Linked DNA regions of Mus musculus: regions 1 and 3 are each linked to region 2. The links are chromatin contacts, called in public HiChIP or PLAC-seq maps. All regions are on one chromosome and are shown on one strand. The core of a region is the stretch at or near the end of the contact, and the rest is flanking DNA. Distances in the headings are between cores, read along the strand shown.

Region 1 (2,839 bases), core at 231-2,730, 340 kb before region 2:
GTGATGCACCCACGGCGATATGATTTGGGAATATCTGCCAGAATAAACTCTGGGACCAGCAGTGTGTGGTCCTAGCTGCCCAGCCCCCTACTGAGGTTCAGGTGAAGGCCAACAGTGGCTAGGCAGAGGCCTGGGAGTTTGTATCACTGTCTGGCCAGAGGATTGACTGGCAAAATAAAACAGTTCTCTGCCCATCTTGTGTGTCAGGAACCTGTCCTTGGACCTGCCCTCCTAGTATCATCCAGAGCAGCAGCTAAGTGGGCGCTATCTTGAAAGGCTACCGAAGTTGGGGAGGGTGGGGCTCAGGACAGAGCCAGCCGCCTGGGCAGATGTGGGGTTTAGAGTAGATGCCAGGAGGCTTGGAGTAGGTCTAGGGTGTCCACCCCCGAGTCTGAGGGCAGGATTGCTAGGGCGCAGGCAACACTCCCTGGGTGAGGGGGAGCCTCCGGGGTTTTCTTGCTGTAACATGCTGTGGGGGTGTGTGTGTGGGGGGAAGGGGATGACTCAGTGAGGTGGGTGAGGCAGGAAGTTCATTCAGAAACGCTTCTTCTTGCAAGGCTGAGGTATGAGCTGAGGCCCGGGATGCGGCTGATCTGAGCACAGACTCTCTTGCAGAGGTTTGGCTGACCTCTGACCTAGGGAGGATGGACCATGGAGTCAGTCTGTCCTGAGAAGGAGCTGGGAACGCCATTGTTTCTGTCTTCTGGCAGGCGCTGCCTGATGACATACAGATACTGTTGCGGTGACATTACACCGTGTCCCTTATCACACTGCCTCCCACCTCCACTGTGCTAGGTCAGGCTGCCTGGCAGCCAGAGAGGCACAGCCTTGGCCTCCCCAAAGGGTGGACCTTGGACCTAGCTCCTTATATGTTGGTGGCAGGTGGCTATGATAGAGGTGGGGGCTCACTAAAAGCAGTCAAAAAGCCCTGGCCTCAGGAGCCTTCAGTGTCCTTATCCTGAGCCCTTGGGGGACTCCCACCAGATGCCTGCCTATGCCTCTTGGGTCTGAGAGTGGGCACTGCAGACATTCACTCCCCAAACCAAGCTGCTCAGGGCCCATTGGGTAAAGAGAGACCTATGGTCCCGTTTGTGGGGTGATCTCAGCTGTCTTAGTCAGGGTTTCTATTCCTGCACAAACATCATGACCAAGAAGCAGTTGGGGAGGAAAGGGTTTATTCGGCTTACATTTCCATACTGCTGTTGATCACCAAAGGATGCAGGACTGGAATTCAAGCAGGTCAGAAAGCAGGAGCTGATGCAGAGGCCATGGAGGGATGTTCTTTATTGGCTTGCCTCCCCTGGCTTGCTCTCTTATAGAACCCAAGACAACCAGCCCAGAGATGGTCCCACCCACAAGGGGCCTTTCCCCTTTGATCACTAATTGAGAAAATGCCTTACAGTTGGATCTCTTGAAGGCGTCTCCCCAACTGAAGCTCCTTTCTCTGTGATAAGTCCAGCCTGTGTCTAGTTGACACCCCAAACCAGCCAGTACATCAGCCTTGCCATTTTCTCAGCCTGGAGCACTGCCAGAGGACTATAAACAAACATGGAGAGGAGTCAGCAGATTACGAGTTATAAACAATACTTCACAGCTTACATGGTCATTGTTATTCCAAGTGGGCGTCAGTGAGCTTCGGTTTATTGGGAAACTCTTTATGCAGATGAAGTTTGAATGCCCACGCGTGGTGTGTACCGTGGGTCTGGCCCCTCAGCAGGGCAGACAACGGCCCATGGGCAGTATCAAGTTGATCTTGCCTCTTGGAGATTGTTCACATTCTCCAGCCGTAGCTTGAGGGGTGCTGGCTTCCCCGACTTTGCTGTATGTGATTTCTGTTTCATCGGACACCTTGGGGGTCCTCAGGGGCCCTAGGTGAGGATGGATTTGAACCTGGGTTTTAAGTCTCCACGTAGAATCACAGATGCTTTTCTCCCCTTGGGTGTCTCCTAGGCAGAGGAGTAGCTGTTATTCCCTCTTATAGTCCCAGGCCCTGTTGCAGTACTGAATTCCAGATTCCTCTCGGGCTGCCTGGCCTGAATGCTATAATTCGGAGAGGCAGCTGTGGAGGGGACCTCAGACCTCAGTTTGGATGGTGCTTGAGGAGGTCACTCAGCACCACCCCCACCCCCTTTAAAGTTTATTTCTTTTTATTTTATGTGTATATGTGTTTGCCTGCATGTATGTATGTGCACCACGTGTGTGCAGTGCCCATAGAGGCCAGAAGAGGAGCTGCATTGGGGGGGGGGCTCGAGGCCTAGAGGGTGAGTCGATGTCCCTCCTGGAGTTAGCAGGATACAAGGAGAAAGTCACAAGTGACTGTCTTAACGTTTCCCGGCAGAGGACAGTCCTGTTTGCGCTGGGCTGAACAGTGAGCCGAGACCAGTGATTATCTGAGAATTGCTCTCAGAGATGGCATATGTTTTGTGCATGTCACCTCATCCTGGAGTCACTATACCTAGGGGGTTCCCCTGCTGCCGTTGATCCTCCATACCTGCTCTCAGTACCTCTCCCCATTAGGGCATTCCGCCTGAGGCCCCTTCAGGAGCCCTGAGGGAGCTGTGTAGTCAGTCTTCATACTTGCCCTGGGCTTCTTGTGGCCTGCCTTCCTGTGGTTCTCCATGCTGTAGGTGTTTAGCCCGAATTCCAGGGACAAGAAAGATAACAATAGTTTTATCAATAGCTTTATTGGTACAGGAGGAGAGGTTCGTTCACAGCGTGCTATTTGGGAGAGCTAAGATGCTGTGATAAACCGAATGGTTGCAGTTGGGATTTAAAAGCCTGGGGGTGGGGGTGGGGGTGAGTTAGTGGGGCGTGGCAGATGTTATGGGCTGCTGGGAAG
Region 2 (2,700 bases), core at 54-2,553:
CCCCCCCCAACAGATGTTTTCTCTTTTCTATTGTTTAAAATGTCTGCTATAATATTTTATACGCTCGATAAAATCTCTACAAGGCTAGCAGACCCTACACCTGAGATCAGAAACTGTGTTTCACAAATCCCAAGTTCCGGATGGAGGACAGTGTGGTGTTCTCTGCAAGCTGCCTGGCTTTGGGTTCGAGAGCAACCTACCTGGAATGTGTCCCCGACTCTGAAAGATCCCTGCAGTAGGACCCCTCTTAGAAATCTGCCCATTAAATATTTAAATGCTAAGGAGCTAAAGTGAAAAAGGCTCTTACCTCTCCAACCTTGATCATGCCCGCGGCGCACACGTCCACCGCCCTGCCAGACCACGTCTTGGCCGCCGCTAGCGCTGCGCTGGCATGCCCGCGGCCGCTGGCTGGAGTCCGGGGTGACTTGCGTTGGGCTCCTGGGCGCGCAGAAACAGCCGAGGGCAGTGCGGAGCCGCTCCCGCAACTCTTCGCAGGGTGGGACGGCCTCTGGCCAGCTTACGGCGAGGCCCCAAACCCGGGACCCACCGCTCTCCGGGCTTCTGCAGTCTTACATCCAACGACCCACCACGCAAGAGTGGCCCGAAGGATCGAGTCACGCGTCCACGGCTGGCGCCACTGGAGACCTTTGTCCCGGACGCCAACGAGAGTGTGCGGGCCCGCGTGCGCCCACGCCCTGCCGCGGAGGACCGGGCCGGCGTGCTCCGTGACTTTCTCCAAGTTCACGTGCATCCCGGAGCGGCCAGGCGGGCGCAGCGGGCCCGGACGCTCAGAGCCTGGCCGTCGGGCGGGCTCGGGACCCAGCGGCCCAGGGCGCGAGCGTGGCCACGGTGAGAGCCACCGGGGGCGGCCGGAGGGCACCGGGACGGAGCGGGCCACTCGTCTGGCGCTGCCCGGGCTCCGAATGCAGCGGTGGCTTGGCACAGACGCGCCGCGCGCCCGGTGCATGCTAATGGCCGGCGGGCGCGCCATGAATTATTCAGCAGCGGCGCGGAGAGGACGAGCGCGGCTCGGAGGGCGGCCTGGGCCGCGCGTCCCCCGCCGCTGCAGAGCGGCCGCACCGACTTCCCAAACTTTCCCCGGCCCGCACCGAGGATGCGGCCCCCGCGGCGCCGCGGTCCCCGCCCGAGCGCGCTGGCCGCGCTTCCCCCGTTGCCGCCTATTTTATGTCTTTTGTCTCGGAGTTGGCACCTGTCCCAGAGAGCGCGTTTCCCTGCCCACCCCTTCGCCGCCGGATCGGGGCGGGGGAGGGGGCACGGGGGACCGGGGAGGAGGGGACGAGGGAAGCGAGGCGCCCGCGCGCCCTGCGTCCTGGGGAGACCGCCCGGGGGCGGTGGCGGCGGCCGTGCCCGAGCACCCGGGCACCCCTGCTCCGCGGGGAGGTCAGGGTTGCGAACGCGCCCGGAATACCAACGAGGCCGCTGTGCCCGCTGCGGGCCCGTGCGTCCGGGCGCCGCCCCTCCCGGGCGGCCCCCACCCAGACGGGCGCGCTTGGGCTGGGAGGGCGGCGGGAGCTGCGGATTCGCCGCCCCGGCCCCGCGCCTGGCCCCGCAGCTCCGCGTGCGCGCCCCCGCAGGCACGCCGCCCCGGGCGCTCCCCGCTTGCGCGCGCCCGCCCCGCGGCCCCGCCCGTCGCCTTCGCGCGCCCACCCCACTGGGCACCGCACCGCGGAGACCCACCGGTAGAGCCCCGGGGCCAACGCAGCGGGGAGGGCTGAGCAGGAGCGCGTCCCCTGCCCGCGCTGCCCGCGCCACCCGCGCCGCCTTGGCACGGAGGCGGCTGCCCGGGCGCGCTCCGCGGCTGCGCTCCAAGGCTCTGGCTGCCATGATTGCGGGCAGTACCGGGACGCGCGTGCACGCTCGGGGCCGATTGGGACCCTCGGTCTACAGGATCCCCCTCTGCCCGCCCGCAGCCTGGTACGCGCAGAGGACAGCCGCCAGGGTCACGGAGCTCTAGATAGCGTACTGAGACAACGTTGTGGGCCCGATAGTGGCAGTGGCTTCCCGCAGGAAGGGCGCGCGCATGGGCGACCCAGCCAGTCCAACGGAGCAAGGGGCGCGGTGCCCAGCGGGGTACGGCAGGGAGAGCACACAACCTCTCGAATGGGTATGGGAAGTAATGCACAGAACTGAGCATGCAAAGGGGCCGTGCAAGGTGCCTGGGAAGGCATGGGATTCGCGGAGGCATGTTGCCCAGAGCTGGTGCCCACCTCCAGGCTCGCTCCTTTCCCGCTGGAAACAACTTCCTGCTATTAGGACTGGGGCACGGGAGCTGCGAGGGTAGTTCAAGGCCATGGCTTTGCTCTCAGCCCTTCAGCGACACTGCTGGCTCCAGGCCACCCCGGGCCCCTAAAAGGGGGAATGGGACGGCTGGGCTCCAGGACCTGGTTATTGGTTAGAATGCCAAGGAGGCCGCAGCGTCTTTCAGATCGCTTCACTGGCGCGCACAAGCGTTTTCCAAACACAGGCCAGCCTGGGCCTCAGGCTCTCAGAGACACATGTGAACACAGGGTCCCTAGACTTGGATTCCCTCCTCCTGTCCAGACATGCTCTGGATCACAGCCACTTGGACCTGGCTGGTTCTGGAGGTGTATGATAGCCCGTTGACGACCAGGGCCAGAGAGAACAAGGCCTCCAGGGCCCATCCCACAATCTCTGTGCCTGTCTCCCCCCTCCTCCTCC
Region 3 (2,700 bases), core at 22-2,521, 260 kb after region 2:
TGTGTGTCTATCACAAAGGCGAAACTTTGTTCCTTTTTTACAAATTCAACAAAATTAATAAATTGTAGACACAGTAGAAATTATCTCAGTGTAGGCTAAAATGATGAGATTATTTGAAGATAATATTTGAAGATTTGTGGAGCCAGAGCTTATTTTCCTAGTAAATTTAAGCTGAATCATATGTACAATTACTAGCAAAGAATAACTCAAAAAGAGTACCAAGCACCAAGTAACCCAAGGGGATTCTTCTGTACTTTCTATTGATGCTCTGACCTAGTCTGATTCCTGTTGCGGTGACAAATACCATAACCGAAACAACTTGAGGGGAAAGGGTTCATGTCACCTTACAAGTTACAGTCCATGATCCAAAGAAGCCAGGGCAGGGGCTCACAAAGACAGAAACTACAGGAGGGACCACAGAGGAATGCTGCTCACTGGCTTGTTCTTCAGATTCAAGTTCAGCCACCTTTTTATTTAACTCAGGCCCATCCGCCTAGAGATGGCACTGCTAAGTGGGCTGGGCCTTCCTACATCAATAAACAACCAAGAAAATACCTCACAGAAATGCCCATAGACCAATCTGAAGGAGACAACTGCACATTCAGGGTCCCTTTACCAGGAGTGCTAAAATGACAACCAAGATTAGCCATTACAAATGCATGACTACTCTCTTATTTTTTGAAATATATTTTATTATGCGCATGTAGATGCTTGCATGTCTGCCATTGGAGCATGTAAAGGTCAGATGATGGCTTGTCAGAGTCCAGTCTCACCTTCCCTATCAGGTGGTTCTGAGGACTGAACTCAGGTCATTAGGCATGTAACAAGTACCTTACACACCGAGCCATTTTGCCAGATTGCTATTTAATCTTCTAAAATGGCTAGAAATGATTTCTCAGTATTAAAAACGATATTTTAAAGGGACAAAAATGATTTTTTTCTAACACTCTTCAAGTTCTCAACAAATCATCCTCTACTCCCCACTTCTAGGAGCCAAAAGGGGCAACAGCAGACTTTTGAATTCAGGTCAGGATGCCCAATGAACCAGCTGTTCCCAGGGGAGAGGGAGCAATATGGAAGGCAGGGAGTTAGGGAGTTTAAAACCAACTAGTGCGAAGTTTCTGCTGATCTCCTCTAAGGCTGAGGGAGAGCAGAGGCAACTACTCAAGGTTTCCAGAGCTGAAATCATAGCAGGTAAGCAGCATGCTCTCCCTCCCCTCCCTAATCCTGTGGCCTGCCTAGCCTACTAGTCAGACTTTTCCTGTCAACACCCTTCAACCACAGGCAACTCAGCCTTCCCCAGCCTTCCTCCTCCACAGTCCCTCTGGCTGGCTGTCCTAGGCTGCAGCTAGGAAGGACAGTCACTCACAACTGTGTGGAGGAGGCCCCAGGTGTCCTGGGGACATTGGAAATTCTCTCCCGGACTCCATTCCTCAGGTTGATCCGTCCTCTTGCAGCCTCAGCCACAGATCACAGGTTCAGGACTAAAGAAAATGAATCTTAGCTCAGACCCCTCCTCTTGTCCCCAACTCTGCAGGCCACTGACTTAATTTAAACATTTCCTCCTGGATTTTTCCAGCAGGTAAATTTGACATTGTCACTAGTTATACTACTAAGCAAATAGCAATGAATCATTCCCAGAAATTATTTGTGCATTAAACAAATTAATGAAATGTCCAAGAGTAGCATGAGCTAAATGGAGCCTGTGGCAGGATGTGTGATGTAAGATGTCACTGACACAAGAAATATAAGCAACTCTACTGACAGAAGAATCTCCCCCCCCACACACACACACACAGATAAACTGTGAGAGGCTCCATTCGCACAGTAATGGGCACCTCTCAGAGGGGCCTCAAAGCCACCTGAGTCAGAAAACTACAAACAGAAGCTGGAAGCAGCTTAGGAAATGCCTGCCATTCTGTCACAATTGTTTTATGTGCTTATTTTAGTTCTTTTTCCTTAAGTGATTAAAAACAACTGTCTACTCTGTTTGTGGAATATGTTGATATATTAATTTTCTTTTTATCAATGTTTCTTTTTTGGAAAGATCAATGTTTCAAGACTGCATTCCATATTACTTAACTTAAAATAATCTGGAAAACCAAGGGAATTCATGCTTAATTTACAAAAGCCACTATAACTCTCATACTTGAAAGATATGGGTTATCCCACATACATTTGCAGATATAAATCAATCCTATGATCACACCATAGAAAACCCTAAGAGAAACAGCCCTGGATAACTAGGTGCCCCAGTGACAATTCCTAAGCCGTGGTCATGCCAGGGCTGAGCAGATAAGGAAACTGAGAATGTGTCTGGCAAGATTCTGGTGCTCTCTACCACTGATTCTATGAGACCCAGGCAAGTTATTTAATGTCCACATACCTGAGTTTGCAAATGAAGATGGGATAACAGTGTCCACTTTCAAAAAGTATCACGAAGATAAATACACTGATAAAAGCAAGGGCTCAAAGGGGTGCCAGGCACAGTGTAAGGACTGCACAGTGCTCACTCTGCTGCTGGCACTGATGCTACAGATGTCCAGTGTGGAAGCAGCTAGCCTTTGCAAGCTCTTGACTAAGGCTCAACATGTCTGTTTTTCCCATCTGAGTATCTAAGTTAATACTTTTCCTGAAAAGAAATACAGAGCTTCCAAATACATACAAATTATTATTGCTAGTGGGATAAGGAGTTATGGG

What was found. HiChIP or PLAC-seq counts read pairs in DNA pulled down with a chosen protein or histone mark.
Region 1: a contact with region 2 is called in a FOXA1 HiChIP or PLAC-seq map of pancreatic cancer cells. The contact joins two enhancer-like sites. A contact is called at or near these places in 1 of 39 promoter capture datasets (the C10 cell line) and 3 of 115 datasets of contacts at active chromatin or transcription factors (embryonic stem cells, memory CD8 T cells and pancreatic cancer cells).
Region 3: a FOXA1 HiChIP or PLAC-seq map of pancreatic cancer cells shows a contact between it and region 2. The contact joins two enhancer-like sites. A contact is called at or near these places in 1 of 15 datasets of contacts at CTCF or cohesin (the NIH/3T3 cell line) and 2 of 115 datasets of contacts at active chromatin or transcription factors (embryonic stem cells and pancreatic cancer cells).

The regions. Positions count from the first base shown.
Region 1 is chr15:86,013,907-86,016,745 of GRCm38.p6, reverse strand. All of the region lies in intron 1 of Celsr1 (cadherin, EGF LAG seven-pass G-type receptor 1), which reads left to right. Among named protein-coding and RNA genes, the nearest start is that of Celsr1, 18 kb to the left of the region's middle. Within about 2 kb of position 1,480, at least 76 of the 459 cell types and tissues checked have an H3K27ac peak or open chromatin away from gene starts, as enhancers often do. A contact at or near this core is called in pancreatic cancer cells, where this site is marked.
Region 2 is chr15:85,669,729-85,672,428 of GRCm38.p6, reverse strand. No RefSeq gene overlaps it. Among named protein-coding and RNA genes, the nearest start is that of Lncppara, 33 kb to the left of the region's middle. Within about 2 kb of position 1,303, at least 212 of the 459 cell types and tissues checked have an H3K27ac peak or open chromatin away from gene starts, as enhancers often do. A contact at or near this core is called in the NIH/3T3 cell line and pancreatic cancer cells, where this site is marked.
Region 3 is chr15:85,406,117-85,408,816 of GRCm38.p6, reverse strand. All of the region lies in intron 9 of Atxn10 (ataxin 10), which reads right to left. Among named protein-coding and RNA genes, the nearest start is that of Gm23517, 56 kb to the right of the region's middle. Within about 2 kb of position 1,271, at least 46 of the 459 cell types and tissues checked have an H3K27ac peak or open chromatin away from gene starts, as enhancers often do. A contact at or near this core is called in the NIH/3T3 cell line and pancreatic cancer cells, where this site is marked.